Regions from separate parts of the Ovis aries genome. Here region 1 is linked to region 2. A link is a contact called in public Hi-C data. All regions are on one chromosome and are shown on one strand. Each heading gives the region's core, a stretch centred on a gene start, on an enhancer-like site or on the middle of the called end of the contact. The rest is flanking DNA. Distances are from core to core; before and after follow the strand shown.

The links. Hi-C and Micro-C count contacts between places; a contact is called where the count stands out from the background.
Region 1: a contact with region 2 is called in a Hi-C map of tail adipose tissue, with 7 times the contacts expected there. The contact joins the promoter of CEMIP here to the enhancer-like site in region 2. A contact is called at or near these places in 10 of 16 Hi-C or Micro-C datasets (blood, hypothalamus, liver and 6 more).

What each region holds. Positions count from the first base shown.
Region 1 is chr18:24,440,042-24,442,741 of ARS-UI_Ramb_v3.0, reverse strand. It overlaps CEMIP (cell migration inducing hyaluronidase 1), which reads right to left and starts at 1,432. Exons shown (of 31, transcript XM_042235149.1): 1 at 1,192-1,432.
Region 2 is chr18:24,224,132-24,226,831 of ARS-UI_Ramb_v3.0, reverse strand. It overlaps ARNT2 (aryl hydrocarbon receptor nuclear translocator 2), which reads right to left. Exons shown (of 19, transcript NM_001308560.1): 12 at 1,336-1,487. Among named protein-coding and RNA genes, the nearest start is that of ABHD17C, 120 kb to the left of the region's middle. Within about 2 kb of position 1,346, at least 3 of the 54 cell types and tissues checked have an H3K27ac peak or open chromatin away from gene starts, as enhancers often do.

The DNA.
Region 1 (2,700 bases), core at 183-2,682, 220 kb before region 2:
AGGAAGCGGCTGGGAGCTGTCCATGGTGGCGCCGCGCCTGGGCACGCAGAGCCGCCGGCTCCCGCCCCCGGGCGCGCCCGGGATCACGCTCCAGACCGCCGGAATGGAGAGACAGACTCGCTCCCAGCCTGCAGCCAGGCACTGGCTCACACATCAAAAGTTCCGTTTTAAAAGGGTTTTCTCACCTGTGGGCAGCCTTGGCTGCACGAAGCAGGACTCAGGACCTCAAACCCGGCTCCTGGCGGCGCGCCTGGGACGGCCGTAGTGTTGGACCCTTGGGGAACCGCGGCGGTCTTGAGAGCGCGGACAGCGAGTCTGCGGCGGAAGACCTCGGCGCACTGAGCTCCTTTCTCAGGAGCACATGCGTCCCGCCGGCTTCACTCCAGAGTGTCTCTGGCCCTGATTCCCAGAGCGGCGAGCTGGAGAGCTGGCCACGGCCCTGGCCTGGGCTCCGCCAGGTCCCTGTCTTTATTCCCAACCTTATTTGACCTTTCTCGGAGCTGACATTCCTCTCCAGGGACTGCTGAACCCTCTTGCAGCGATGCCAGGTTGGGCGTCGTAGTCTAGACATCAGTAGGGGTCCTCCTGTCATCTAACATTCAATTAACCTCCACCGGCCGTGTGCCAGAGCGATGCTGGTTGCCTCTCGCCGTCGGGGAGAGCGCGCGCGGCGAGGCAGCAGGAAGCGCAGGGGAAACAAGAAGGAAGACAGTGCTCAAAGCCGAGCAGCAGGGCGCAGACCTGTCGCCAGGTGCGCGCCCACCAGTGCTCGGTGTGAGCCGACTCCCTGTGAGCTGGACTTCGCGATCTGACCCTCGGAGCAGTCACTCCTCGACGAGACACTTCGGGGAGCAAGTATCTCCCCGGAGACACTCAGAACCGGGGAACTCTACAGAAAACGGGGACCTGCTCCCCGCCGGATGCGCTCCGAGGACACTGGCGCCCCCCCGGCACCTGCTCCTTGCAAAGTCTCACACGACCTCAGAGAAATCCCACAGCGGACGTGTGCCCATCAACAGACACGTGGACAGACAGACGAACAGACAGCACAGCACAGACTGGACAGACAAACAAGCCCATGACGCGGTGCGCTTTCCCTAACCCCGGTGGAGGCGCCGAACCCCCCATCTCCCCTCCCCTCTGAGGCTGGGCAGTCCGCACAGCCCCGGCGCGCCGAGCCGGCCCGCTTACCTCTGGGTCGGTAGCCGAGACACTCTCACGCCTCGCGGGCCAGAAGCGCCGCGGCCAGAGCGGTCGGGTGGCACACTGACGGGCCCGGTTATGTCCCGGGACTCGGGCAAGCCCGAGTGGTAGTTCGTCCGGGAAAGCGGGGTTCAGCCCCGGACCGCGCTCAGCTCCGCCGGCTCCGCGCGCCGCTGGCCCTCGCCAGGCTCAGCCGGGGTGCACCGCGCTGCGCTCGCCCGCGCTCCCCGGCCGCCCGCCAGAGCGGCGGCTTTTATAGAGTGCTGCCTGCTCTTCAGCCGGCCGCGCCAGGCTGGCTCCTCCCCGGGGCCCCTGACGCCCGCGCGCCACCGACCCGCCCCCCGCTGAAGCTCGCCTCCCCCTTGCCCAAGTCGGGCGGGGGCCCCGGGCCCCGGCCGGACCCGGGCGGGCTCTGGCGGCCGCTCTGGGAGACGCAGACCCGAGCCTGCGGAGCCCGGGGGAGCCCGAGCGCGCGGAGCCAGCCGGCGGCGGCGTCAGCAGCCAGGTGAGGGCGCTGGAGCCCAGGACACGGGAGGAGCAGCAGCGGCTGGCCGCGGAGAGCCTCTTCCCCGCGCTCAGAGGGTTTGGGGTCTCGGTGCGTAGGCCTGAATCCCCACTCCAAACCAGCCAGGGAAGAGGCTCTCTCGGAGAAAGCCTAGCGCCTAGCACAGAATCGCGGAGAGATGAGGTTCAGGGTTATTAAGTCTCAGAATCTTTTTTTTCCTAATCCAATCAGGGTGTAATAGGGAAGAACAGACCTGAGTCCGTATTAGATGTGTTTCTTTTGCTTTAACCTTTGTATTCTGTTGCTTTAGCAGTGTTGCCTGTAGCCTGAAATATAAAGGATAGCCCGTTCTCAAGGCTCTGACCTTTGAGGATAACACTTGTTCTTGCATAGAGAGAGAAAACGTTTCAGAAGAGAGAGTAACATTTGTCTTGTTGGAAGTTTATAGGAACACTGTGACCCGATTTCAGCGGACAAAGATTACTGTATCAAGACATTTGCAACCAGCAACCTTGCCCTTTCCCTCACCTTGCCTTTAAAAATGCTTTGCTGAAACTCTTCCCGGAGTTCCAGGTTTTGAGGTACTGCAATAGACTTTTTTTGCACCAAATTCTGACATTTCAGTTTGCTTGGCCTCATTGTGTGTTGGGCACACAAGCTTGCCTTTGGTAAGGAGAGGGTGGCTTTAGAAAGAGATCCTAGTATAAGATTAAGCAGTTGCTCCAAGTGGAAGACCTGTGGGCTTTTCTGTCAAAGGGATCTTGATTTGAAACCAGAGTCAGACACGCTAGGTATGTGACTGCGGATGGGGATCTTATCACTCCCTGGTGGCTCAGACGGTAAAGAATCTGCCTGCAACGTGGGAGACCTGGGTTCCATCCCTGGGTCAGGAAGATCCCTTGGTGAAGGGAACGGCAACCGACTCTAGTTCTCTTGCCAGAAGAATCCCATGGAAAGAGGAGCCTGGTGGGCTACAGCCCATGAGGTTGCAA
Region 2 (2,700 bases), core at 97-2,596:
ACACTGAGGATCCAAGGGTGGGTGCGTGGGGCCTGTCATTCTCCCCATTTTACAGATGAGCAACTGAGGCTTCAAAAGAGCAGGTGACTTGCCCAGGTGGGAGCTGGGACTGAAGCCCAGGTCACCGGTCCTCTGAGGGTCTTGTGTGGACCCATCTGTCCAGCTCTGTGCCTTGTGGTCCAGCAGCAGGGCCAAAGCCGAGACACTCTGGGTGGTGTTAGAAAGGAGGCTGCTTCCGGGGACCCAGAAGGGAACCGCCAAACTCAGGGAGCCTGCAATGGCAATGGAGAGCTCTGGGCAAGCCAGAAGGTCACTTACAGTGACGGCCTGGAGGTGCTGGTGTCTGGGGAGGAGAGTGGTCATAGATGAGGACGGGGAGGTGGTCAGGGTGGGGACAGACTCCACAGCTTAGTGCGGAACCTGGGAAAGTGGAGGACAGCAGTGCCGCTGACCGGAGACACAGGGATGCATGGGCACAGTTCCCACCATGTATATTCGTCTCATGCCCTGCAGACTGCGCGCCCCCCACCCCAAAAACTGGGCACGGCTTCCACGTGCTCCCGTGCCTGTGGACATCATTTTGCCTTTGTCCATGTTGGTTCTTTGGACTGCTGATATTTCCTCAAGAATAAGTCCAGAGAGGAGGCATGACCTGCCTGTATCTAGAAGCCCGACCTCATCATACCCTCCGGGAAACCTGAGAGAGAGTTGTTATCACCCCTTTCACCAATGGGGAATGAAGCCTGAGAGATGAAGGGACACAGTCAAGGTCACACAGCAGGGAATCGGGGACCACGACTGGAGCTCTAGGTCTGTGTGTTAACACATGTAGGGTACAGCAGCAAAGCCAGCAGGGATCTCAGAGGACTGCGTCAGTGACTGGACAGCCAAGAAGCCCTGTGACCCTAAGGTGCTCACCCCTGTGCTGCCTGGCCCCCATGTCCCAGAACTGCCAAAAGGCTCAGCCTCACTCCTCCACCTCCCGGCTTCAGCTGGCACAGCAGGGAGCCCCAAGGAAGCCCCCAGCTCCACTCTGCTGGGCTCTGCACTCGGGGAGGAGATCATGGAAACCAGAGCATCTTGAACCAACCAACCGTGTGATGGAGAGGGAGTACTACCAGGGTCATCAGTCAGCACTGAGGGCTCGCAATCAGGAGGGCCTTGAGAAGGGGGACCTGGGAGGAGATAGTGAAGAGGGGCCAGTGTTGCCTCCTCCTGCTCCTTCGTCTCCTGCAGGGATCTGCAGCTGCCGGCAGAGCCAGAGCCTGCAGGGAGGAGAGCGTCACGGAACACTAGCGCCGGCTGGGACCTGGGGAGGGGCGGGCGGGTACATACTTGACGTTGGTGTTGGTGCAGATGATGTACTCTATCTCATCGGAATAAGGGTTCTGGAAGGTGAAGCTGCTGGTGCGGATCAACACCCACTCGCGGTTCTTGGTGCGGAACCGATACATGACCGACAGCACTTGGCCTTTCAGCTTCACCACCTGAGCAAACATTTGGAGAAGGAAGTCAGCGGGAGGAAGGAAGGTGCCAGACAGAGCGGGGAGGCAGCAAGCAGTGCAGGCTTGGCGGGGGCCAGCGGGAGCCCAGAACAGGAGCATCGTGGCCACAGACAGGCACGGAGGGAGGGCGGTCACCCTCAGGGGAAGCTTGGTCCACTCCCCCTTGAGATGGGACCCTGCACTTGGGTCGTTCTGCCACCACCCTGTGAGAAACCAATTAGTCAATGCCCTTTTTAAAATACTGGCGTACATGCTTTACAATGTTGTTTTAGTTTCTGCTGTACAGCAACATGAACCAGCTGTACATAAACATACATCCCATCTCCTCTTGAGCCTCCCTCCGTCTCACTCCCCATCCCGCCCATCTAGGTCATCACAGAGCACCAAGCTGAGCTCCGTGTGCTATACAGCACCTCCCATTCACTAGCTGTTTCACACATGATAGTGGATATATGTCAATGCTACTCTCCCAATTTGTTGCACCTACCCCTTCAAAGCCCATTTTATATCAGAACATTTTAGCTTTTAGAAATCAGACCACGAAAACTCTATAAGCTGGAGGGTTTCCCTTTTTGCCTTGGCTACCAGGGCACTCTGAGCTTGGTGCCCACACCCTGATGCAGTTAACTCAGGTACGTAGTGACGTTGTACTCGTGGGTTTATTCCTTCATGCTTCACATTAAGAAATTCTTAAACTCCATTTAACATTGCAGATTGGATTAAATATACTCTCTGGGAGGAGATACAATAAAATAACAAATTTCTATGCATTATCTATTACTACTTTTTTGTGGCCCCCTCAATGAGGCATCCGAGATTTTAGTCCCCTGACCAGGGATGCCCCCTGCAGTGGGAATCTTAACCACTGGACTGCCAGGGAAGCTCCTCTATTATGACTTTTATGTTGCAGTACAGTTTCCAAGATACTTCTCAATGTAATCCCTCACAGGAACTTGAAGAGGTGGGCTTTTATAATGCTCAGCATCACAGAAATAAAATAAGTTGTCCGAGATCAGACAACTTAGGTAGAAAACCTGGGACAGGAACCAAAATCTTATTTCCAAACCATGAGTATGTTTCAGGGGACACATAGCTGGCTTTCCAGCTGTATGCACACACACAATCTATCACATGCAGAAACCCCAAGATGCTGAGACTGGATGGCAGGGTGCAGGTGCAGAAGGTGACACCAGGG